Linked DNA regions of Zea mays: region 2 is linked to region 1. Evidence: chromatin contacts called from public Hi-C data. All regions are on one chromosome and are shown on one strand. The core of a region is the stretch at or near the end of the contact, and the rest is flanking DNA. Distances in the headings are between cores, read along the strand shown. Region 1 overlaps LOC100193271. Region 2 holds the start of LOC103652830 (non-lysosomal glucosylceramidase).

Region 1 (5,456 bases), core at 1,059-3,558:
GCCATGTGCCACGCAATAGGATCGATGGTTTACTAAAGATTGCACGGCGTATATCAAGGTCCATCTATTCGATGATCCAGAACCGTACAGTTCATCACGATTGAATAAAAAAATGAGAATGCCTGAACGGCTATGCATTGGCTTTTGGAGGCAAGCACATGCATTTTGCTCAACTTAGTTTAGCTATTGCTCCTTGGTTTATTTACTTGCTTAAGATCGAAAGTAATTGTCCATGAAAAGGTAGCCAAATCCTTGGGCCAAAGGGAATCATGACATTAATCTGTTTACCTTTTTAGGCTGCTTGTATCCAAAGTGCATTTAGGGCTAGTTTGAGAGTCCAAAAACCAGAGAGGATTAGAGAGACTAAAATCCTTTTTTATTCAAAATTGAATAAGGAGAGAATTTTAGCCTCTCCAATTCCCTCAGGTTTTGTGGCTCCAAACTAGCCCTTAGTGATTAATACTCCTTGGGACAAGATTTGACCAATAACCATTCTAATAATACATCATCTTGTGTAAAACAAAAATGGTATTATCAGATTAGTATTCGAAATAATTATTTACTATGGTTATGATTTTGTATCAAATAAATAAAATATTAATAGCGTAACTGTTTGTCAAAACGTTGTCCTGAAAAACAAATTGCCCTGTAAAAAATATGGAGTGAGTATTGGAGGGGTGGTTGGCAGTAGGAAGCAATAATATTATTACTTTCCGAAACAAAAACAAATTCCTATTGTTCCAAAATATTCGCTGGAACAAGCAATACAGTTGATTAAGCCGCTGATTAAAGTGCCAAGATCGACCAAATCAAGCTAGCATTTGGTAGCCACTGGAAGTGTTTTATGCCGTCAACTAGCAAACTGATGCATTGCACCAGGCCTTTATAGTCTTTGACAGATTAAGCATGGCAGCGATTAGTTTAGGTCATGTTCTGGTGTGCCCCTGTGCTTGCCGCTCTCAACTGATAATCAAGGGGCGCTGATGGGCGGTTACGCGTGCTTTGGCATTTTGCAGGGAACACAAAGCACATCTGTTCTGACAAACTTTGTTGCTGCCAAGGCCCAAAAAAATAAGGAGGAAGCAATGCAGAAAATCAGTTACCGTGATATTATATTTTTTTCTCACAGAAATTTCATCATCGAGGGTGAGCAGCAGTGGAATAGCTTTTTAGAGCATCTCCAACTGTTATGTAAAAAGGTTCTTAAATCTCAGTTTAAGAAGTTATTAGAAAAAAACACGTCTCCAATGATACTCTAAACGATGTTGCTAAATTTAAGAAATTGCTATTTTATCCTTTTTTGTCCTCACATTTGGCAACCCGTGAGGGACTCCTAAAAACACTTTCATGCGAAATTAGTGTTATATGTGTTCTGTTTTTATTCTCTTTTATTTTTTATTAATAAACTTGGGGCTACTACGGGAAAAGAATTTTGTTGCAAGTTACACTTTTTTATTTCTACGTGGAAAAGATATTTGCGTTTGTTTTGTACACATAATTTTAGAATCATTGCAAAAACAATATCATGTCTGATGAGAAGAACATAAAACGTTTTAAAACATGAGAGCGAGAGGAGTTTCTAGCTGACATACTTTGAAATATTAATTTGGTAGCTAAAATAGAGAACCATTAGAGAACATATATTTTTTAAACCCTACTATCATTTAGCAACTCTCCACATCTGTTTTTAGAGAGTTTTTTTTTTACAAAACTACTGGAGATGCTCTTAGCGTATTATCGTCTTCAAAATGGTTGGCGCAACCATAAGCAGCACAGCAGGAATATTACCATGCTGCGAAGCGGAGCACAGGGAAATGGGATTCTTCCCTGCTTGCCTCCCGGTGCCGGCGTGCAGCCACGACGTATGTCCGCGGATTGGACGGCAACTCGGTCAGCCGCATGGACCCTGTGCCTCCCATGTGAGTGACAGCAACTGTGACGCTTCTCTACTCCAAGCATGGCGAAATAGGCTCCGTGATTGCTTCACTTCATGTGCCCGGGCTGCTGCGTACTGCCTGTTGATTCATGGACGACCAAGGACCCAAAGTAGTGATGCAAACGGATCAAATATTGTTTATATTTGTTTGCCATTCGAATCATGTTCAAATTTGGATAGTGTCAACTATATCGGATAGGATACAACTGGATATCGATATCATAAATATACGATAGCAATTTGAGTATTCAGATAAGTTGAATATCCAAACTCTAGAGAACTCGTCCTGTTTGGCAGGCCAGGATTGAAGCAAGCCAGGAACCAAACCAGCCCAGGATTGAGTGGATCATAAGCTGTCACTCATTCCTGGTCGGCAGCCAACTTCCAGCACAGGAATCAATCCGAATGGTTGCTCACCTGGGTTCATTTTGGGCTAAGGATTTGAGGCAGAGGAGTTAAAAACAGGCGGCTTTGTGGCCCAAGACAAACGAACAGCTCCAGCAAACTATATCAGACTAAACCAAACCAGGCTGATTGGTTCCACCCAGAAAGAGGCCCAGAACGGGCTGTTCAGGCGAAAACAAACTAGGCCTAATTGGATTTGATATCGAATATCATCGGAAAATATCCATACCATTTACACCCAACCCTGGACCAAGGCCACCACATCTTTTCAACTCTTGGACGCTGGAAAAACAAAAGCAGAGCCATGAATGTACACAATGGAAGTTTCTATTTATAGAATCCAGCAGCCAACAGATCGCAGAGCGCTCTTCATTCTACAGATTTCAGGAGCCTGAACAACCCCACTGCCTCCCTTATTCGCGAGAAGGCGATGCAAAATGCTTGCACCTCGATGAAGAGATCTTGCACTGCACACAACCAAAAATGTCATCCTTCACACTGGAATTTCAGTCTTAGTCAATAACAGAATAAGTAATAACATTGATGACCACAATTCAAACTCTAAATCAACAGACCCTCAAATGAAGAAAAAAAATCAATATGTGTGAAATAGAATTATTCTATGAACAGTGAAAGAAACCAATATTTCTCCCTCAAAGCAAGTTCAGATAATCTGAAGTCCCAAGCTCAGAGCCCAAAAGACTGTTTTTTCCATCTTTTTTGTGAACAGATTTTGCTACACCCAAACATCAAAAGGTGACAGAAAAAAATAATCACTTAAAATTTCAGTCGGTTTTGGGGTGAGGGATTCCTAACCATGCTTCTATGATTCTTCCAACTGGGTTGCAGAAGGGAACTTATTTCGGTGTCATGCAATTCACACAGTTTTTTTCACATACAATAAGTACACCAGTTTATATTCCATTTGAAACCTTCCTATGGAAGAGCCAAAACTTTCAAAACCTCGGGTAAGTGACAACTACAACGAGGCACCTCCCTACTAATGACTATGCCACATAAACAGATAAATGAACAATTAATCATGTTGAACTGGAACACAAATTTTCAGCAACCATCGAGTTTACAACAGATACATAATGAGGAAGGACCATCAAAGTAAAAACTCAACGGATGTGCATGAAAGCTTGTTATTTTTCCTAGCAGATAAAGTATGATGATTTGTGAAGTGTTAATTATACTACTTTAGATTAGATCGATAATAAAAGTATAAAACTGAGTAGCTTACAAAGAAACGCAAGTTCTAATATTGTACAACTACAGACATCTCTAATGATTTGGACATGTTCGTGGCATAATAATAGAGAAACTGCACTAACAGTGCAGTATGAGAATTGCACATTGATACACTCACCATCTATTATCTTGTTCCGAATGAGGCTCTGTAGAAAGACACATACTAGTCTCACTAGTCTATTTTGCATATACTTGTCCTGCAAACAATGTTAGTTAAGAAGGTTTATCAACACTTAAACAAAGTGCCATGTGTATCATTTTACACACTTAAATATTCAGTTTTCATTCAAATATTCAACAGAAACAAAAGTGGGCCCTCATTTTAGCATGTATAGGAAGCAAGCAGGAAATAGGAAATAGAAATACTCCATCATCGTACATCAGGAGTAAATAGATGGCTGTACTCAATAGACATTTAAACTTGAAGTTCAAATATTATAGTGAGCATCAGTAACTCAGAATTATACATCCCAAAAAAGTTTCATGTGGATTTGGCCCCTGAAGCAAAAATTGATGCCATGATTCCACCTGGAGATGGTTGCATTTTGTATTGAAGAATGGATGTTAAGCTATCTTCAGTGGATATGGTAAAATAGGGGGCGCGAAACTGTAGATTACACTGTTTGAAGAGTGAAGTTTGAAATAGAGAATGAGATAAGGGATGGGATAGAGAATCTCCTGGTGATGGCCTTAGGTCCATATATTATGCAATACTTTTGATTTATATATAAATGAACGTCATGTTCCTGGGATAATCAGAATTTGATTGAACACAATTCGTGCTCAAACCCAACAGAAAACATTTTAGCAACCCAGAACTGATGCTGGAATCATGTTACCATGACTACCGAAAGATGTTGATCTACCAAAAAAGATGGAAAGCATGGTTAAGAACCAAACCTTAATGTCTTCACATGATCGAATGCAGTTTGAGATATAGTCGTGAACAAATCCTGGTGGTAAAACTACTGCAGTAGTGAGCCTGTTTACTACTTCCATTGAATGCAAGCTCATATCCATATGGACAATAGCATCAAAGTATCTGTTGAACAATAAGGCAAGTGTGAAATCTGGCATGCAGAAAAAAGCACAATAATTACAAGGATAAAGATAAAACAGATGAAAAGGCTAGTATGTGTACGCATCCACGTCCGGAGAGTTGATTAGCTTTGAAAGAACATCGACAGCTATAAGTGGATTATGTTCAACAAGGTCCTAAAGACATAAAATGGTCAGACAGTCAAACCAATAGCAAAGCAAGCAACCTATTCAACATCTTGCACATACAGGGAGCTTCTGTGGTGTCATTCCACAATGATTAAGTAGCTTCCCATCCTTCCTCAGATATTCGATAATTTTCTGCAAGAAGTAACAAATTCATTTGACATGTAATATGATCAAAATTTCAAAATTACATTGGAATTTTCTTTGTGTGCCTTCATCCATCCAGACTTCAATGGGCATAGGGTTCTTTTTGCGGTTTTGAGCGTTTGGCAACTATGTGGTGTTGCAGTTTGAATTGATTTCTTATCTTTTGTGCACTTGGTTGAGATCCACGCATGAAGATTTTCTTTTTTGTAGATAAGTAACAAAAACTTGCTATTTTGTTTACACTCGTGTAGTAGGATTGCAAAAGTCGTTGGTTGATGTATCATCTACTCCAATTGATTCTATGAAACCGATCATTTCCAAATTCATTGAGATATTCCAAGAATGGTTTGGCATCACTAAATAGTAATAATATGTCTATATGTTGGGTTGTTAGAGTGCTGGCATATCCAGCCACCAACAGGCTTAGGTATTGCTAGCATAGTTGTTAAAGCGGCAAGGCGAGGTAAGGCGACCGACCCCCTTTTTACCT
Region 2 (5,109 bases), core at 1,468-3,967, 170 kb before region 1:
AGTAAATATAATATGCTTATTCTTTCTTCATGACACTTGAACTACCAAATGATATGCAGACATGTTTAGCAACAAAGTGATGCATAGGGAATTCGCAAGCTCTTTACAGTATCAAGCAGTAAGAGCACGGTAAATCTGGTGAACATAAGTTTCCTGGTAGACCTTTTAACATAAAAGTTTGATGAATATACACTCAATATTTACAGGAAACACATATTACGCAAAGAGAAGAAGATATACCCAATACCACCAAGTGGGACACCCTGACCAGATCTTGCAGCCCGCTTTTTCATAGGATCAATAACAGCAATCTGTAGAAAACTAACGAAGCTAGAACTTACATGGTATCCAAGTGAAAACTGAAGCATGTGGAACATTCAATTTTCCACATAATAATTTGTTATTATCCATGAGCATGTGAAAATAATGAAACATACTCGCCCTTTTGAAGTTTCCTCAAGGATATGTCGACTAAGACGTAAACCAATACCAGCCTGCAATGGTAAGATGAAGATTAAGTATGTGTGTGTAGGTGTGTTGTGGTGAGTGGGGGAAGGGGAGGGGGGCAGTGGAATAGGCTAGGCTATGCAGTGTAAAAGAAGTACCAGCTGCATTATCTCTCTCCATGTAAGTCTGAATGGCGGCAAATCATGTCTAACATGGGTTAGCTTATGTTCCCAGGTCAACACTGGGAGTTGGCCAGGATAAACCTTTTCCTGTCATCAAAGAATACCGCATTTGAACCCAAAATACAATGGGAGATCTTAATAAGTCAGGAATACAAATGAATAGTACTCGACCTACAGGGTTAAGACAACCCTCGAGTATTGTATTGAGAAGAAGACATTTTCACACAGGTCGAGAAACCCCCGAACCCCTATCCCACTCATACACAGCGGCACCATAGCCAATGTGATGGCCGGGGCCAGGCCTTAGACCTGTGCTTTGGAGTGAGACAGATGAGGGGATTTTTTTAACCCTGGCCTGAAATTCACTCCCACGGGGAGTCGAACTCAAGACTGAGGAGTGCTACTCAAACCACCTAACCAACTCAGCTAGAGACCCTTTCGCCAGATGAATAGTACTCATATTCTTTTTCCAGATTGTTGATAGAACCATTCAAATTATAAGTTAATAGAGCTAACTGGAATCATGGTAATAAAGATATGGGCAAAATTATTATTCATAATTATATGCACAGATTGATCATACATCAACACATAAAATTAAGTGTTTTATACTTACATAAATAAAAATTGGATTGTTAATGGCAAGCACAATTGTGATGTGACTGATTAAATTATTCAGTTTTCATAAAGTCAACATCATATAATGTAGCAGGAGCTTTTATATGAATATAAGAAGGAATAGCTCACTTCATCACCATTCATATGTGCAGGTGGACGATTCCGAGACACACCCTTTGGTTGCTCATCAACATAAGTCTCTGGCATGTTTCTTATTTCTTTGGACTACCCCTGCAAACAAGTGAACATTCACTCAAGCAATTATTTGTTAAATTCATCTGACCATAAACATCAACAAAAGAATTTTACAAACTACAGGATATTTAATGTGACAGAGCGTGAAGACATTTCAAATCACACAGAAAGGCAAATTAAGGATATCTGATCAGGAAATACATCAGAATTCAGAAATGTGTCCAAAATAGAAACAAAAAAAAAGATGATGCTTTAATACCGCTGATAGATATATTGCATGTAGAAGCAACAACAGTGAGACACAATGTCAGGAAGGTATACCAAGGTCAAATAAATAATTGCTCAAACATTGATCAAGGTCTAAGAACCAATCTGGCGAATTGATATCTCAAAGGGAAAGGATTCACTAAGTCTAGTTTGCTTTAAATCAGAGAAATATCACTGAGGTGTTGTAAGCCTGTAACTGCAGATGAGTAAAGATAGGCAAAGAAACCATTTGGTTGAAGCATATGGAATCAAGTTTGTGTCAATTTTACGTTACAATAACACATAACCCAAATTTATTTCAGACAGATCATAAGGTGTATGAAGCAATGTTGTATAAAGATGATACGCAGTGTTGATTGAAACAAATTCAACACATGGAATCAAACGGAATGTTGAATAAATAAACATGTCACAAAAGTCATAAGTCGCTAGAGGTGAATCGTACTAGAATAGAAGGAAAAATTATATTGCTTGCCCAAGTGAACCTTCAGTGTTGACTGTTAGCTGAAGGACAAATCAGGTCTTCCTCCTAAATACCTGGCCTGTCGGGAAGATATTGCATAGCAAAATAAAATAAGCAATCCATCCCCGACTCTCCAACCAAATTCCAAGAGCCAGCCAAAAACATAAAATAGAGGAGGAAGGAAGGCGCGATCCCGTGGGACGCCACCGCGAGAACAGTACCGAAAATCCTGCAACGAGCACCGAGAAGGGGGCACCGGGCTCTCGAGCTAAGATCCGGAATCGATCGGCGTCCTATTGCGGGGCGAGAACCTGGCCTCCTCCTGTCCTGAATTCCCCTCCCCTAGAAGGGATCGATCGATCGGACACTGCGGCGCGGAAGACGTGGCTGTTGCCTGTGGGAGCAGACAGCGTGACAGGAGCGATTCGTCTTCTAGGGCCCACGACAGTGGACGCACTGCGCACGTGTAAGGTGGAAGGGACTTTACTTTAGCAAAATACCGACTGTTTTTTACCGTATGTCTGATGGGACGGGGACAGTGATCTGATCTAGTTTTGCGGTATGAGATAATTGTGTGTCATGTTTCATTTACATGTATGTTTCATGATTGTACATATGTGATGTTCATAGGTAGAATTAGAAAGTGTGGTCTCTATCTACAGTTGGTCTGATGAGGGCATGCATAACCTATAGATCTAGTTTTGGTTTCCAATAAAATAATAACGGAGCGGCTCCTGGATCTCTATATAGAAATTTACCATAAATAGTTGGAATGTTCACGCTCCACAAAAACGACCGGATGTGAGCGCTCTCTCAGACGCGAGCACTCTACCCTGCTCCTCCTCTCTACACTCATACAGCTATCAACCAAACAAAAAATGAAGCGGCTCTGTTCTATTATACTCTTCAATCAAACAAAAAATGGAGCGGCTCTGTTTTTCTTGCCAAACGTAGAATAGAGCGGCTCCATTCTCAATTACTAGAATGGAACCACTTCATTCTATTTGACTATTCAATCAAACACACCTAAGAGACAAGTAAAAGGTTGTATGATAAAACTCTGAGACTCTAGATTATAAATGCAGTTAAGAGACAATAAATGCACTTAAGCATAACATCACTAGGAGTTCAATGATAAAGTTCATCAGCAATGATAACATACTTAAAAGTTGTCCGTCGAATACTCCTTTTTGTTCTAACATTAGGATCTTGTAAATATGTGATCAGGGGTATCCTCTATCAAGAGCATCAGCCCTACTATTAGTAGAATTAGTTAAAACCATCGCAGCAACGTCTTTGTTCGATTGACGGTCCAGTGACTTTCCCAGACAATCCAGCTCATACACTGCAAATGGTTCGACGACCTCATCATACTGTCTGGCACATGTAGCCTTGACATGCTCACAACCTTGACTATCGAATCTTCAAAAATATGAAGCTTTTGTCTCTTTATCTGATACCCCCAAAGCTTCTTGTGCCAAATTATTAGCTCTAAAATTTTCAATCCTAAATGCATGATGAATGTCTAAGTCATCAAATGAACAAATTATGTCCCTATATTTTTCAAGATAACTATTAAGTACTATGTAAATATTAATATTCTCTCAAAACCTATTGGACTACTAATTGAGAATCATTAAAAACTTTCACATGTCTTACCCCCATATATTTTAATAGTTCCAAACTGAATATCAACACTTCATATTCAGCTTCACTATTAGTGCGATGAAACTCCAATCGACTAGAGAAATCAAAGGTGGTATCTCTTAGCGAAATAAGTATTATGCCAATACCTTGTCCTTTTTTGCAAGTCGATCCATCAAAATATTGTCCCGGGGCTAATAGTATTATAGAACATATCTAGCTCACAAGAATCAGTAATCTGATGTTCTATAATAAAATTAGCTACAACCTAGCCTTTCACATATTTTAAAGATTCATAAACCAAATCATATTCTATAAGTGTATAAGCTCATTTACCAATTCTACCATATTTTAAAGACTCATAAACCAAGTCATATTCTATAAGTGTATAAGCTCATTTACCAATTCTACCACTCATAGTTGGATTTTGCAACATGCATTTAATCACATCTGTAGAAGCAACAATACAAGAGCTAGACGAAGATAATACCTAAGCTTGGTACATGCATAAAACAAGCATAATTATAATTTCTCAAAAAATGTATACCTTATTTCAGCATCCACCAGCTAATGACTCAGATATGCTATGATGTGCTCCTTCCCTTCGGTCTCCTGAGTCAAACCAGCTCCAATGACCTTGTCTTCTGCTGCTATATATAACCTGAAAGAAAATCTACATTTTAGTGTCTTAAGCACCAGAACCGAAGACAAGTACTCCTTTATTATGTTAAATGTGTGTTGCTATACTGCCCCTCAAGTGAAATCGATATTGTTCATAAGCCGAAGGACAGGAGTAAAAGTGTTAAGCTTTCTAGCAATGTTAGAAATAATCCTTCATAAATAATTTACTCTATAGAGAAATTTATGTGTCTCAAGCTTATAAGTAGTGATACTGAGAGCACCTAGAGGGGGGTGAATAGGTGATCCTGTAAAAATCAAATACTTAAAGCCACAAAACTTGGTTAAGTGTTAGTATAGCTAAGAAGCGAGCTCTTGTTAACCCAAGATATCACAGAAAAGCAATCACAAGAGACATGGTGGTTTATCCCGTGGTTCGGCCAAGTATAACACTTGCCTACTCCACGTTGTGGCGTCCCAATGGACGAGGGTTGCACTCAACCCCTTTCAAGTGATCCAATGATCAACTTGAATACCACGGGTTTTTCCTTTCTTATGCTTTCTCCCGTTCGCGAGGAATCTCCACAACTTGGAGCCTCTCGCCCTTACAATTGATGATCACAAAGAAGCACGGAAGTAAGGGAGGGGAGAGCAACACACACAAGACTCAAAACA

Evidence for each region. Hi-C and Micro-C count contacts between places; a contact is called where the count stands out from the background.
Region 2: a Hi-C map of ear shows a contact between it and region 1, with 2.6 times the contacts expected there. The contact joins the promoter of LOC103652830 here to the enhancer-like site in region 1. A contact is called at or near these places in 5 of 25 Hi-C or Micro-C datasets (ear, leaf and tassel).

What each region holds. Positions count from the first base shown.
Region 1 is chr4:11,659,598-11,665,053 of Zm-B73-REFERENCE-NAM-5.0, reverse strand. It overlaps LOC100193271, which reads right to left. Exons shown (of 11, transcript NM_001138418.1): 7 at 4,883-4,954; 8 at 4,737-4,810; 9 at 4,496-4,637; 10 at 3,714-3,792; 11 at 2,510-2,808. The coding sequence ends at 2,711. Among protein-coding and RNA genes, the nearest start is that of LOC100193271, 28 kb to the right of the region's middle. Within about 2 kb of position 2,308, at least 8 of the 20 cell types and tissues checked have an H3K27ac peak or open chromatin away from gene starts, as enhancers often do. A contact at or near this core is called in ear and tassel, where this site is marked.
Region 2 is chr4:11,826,849-11,831,957 of Zm-B73-REFERENCE-NAM-5.0, reverse strand. It overlaps LOC103652830 (non-lysosomal glucosylceramidase), which reads right to left and starts at 2,717. Exons shown (of 20, transcript XM_008679807.4): 1 at 2,394-2,717; 2 at 1,377-1,478; 3 at 606-716; 4 at 438-494; 5 at 241-311. The coding sequence starts at 1,454.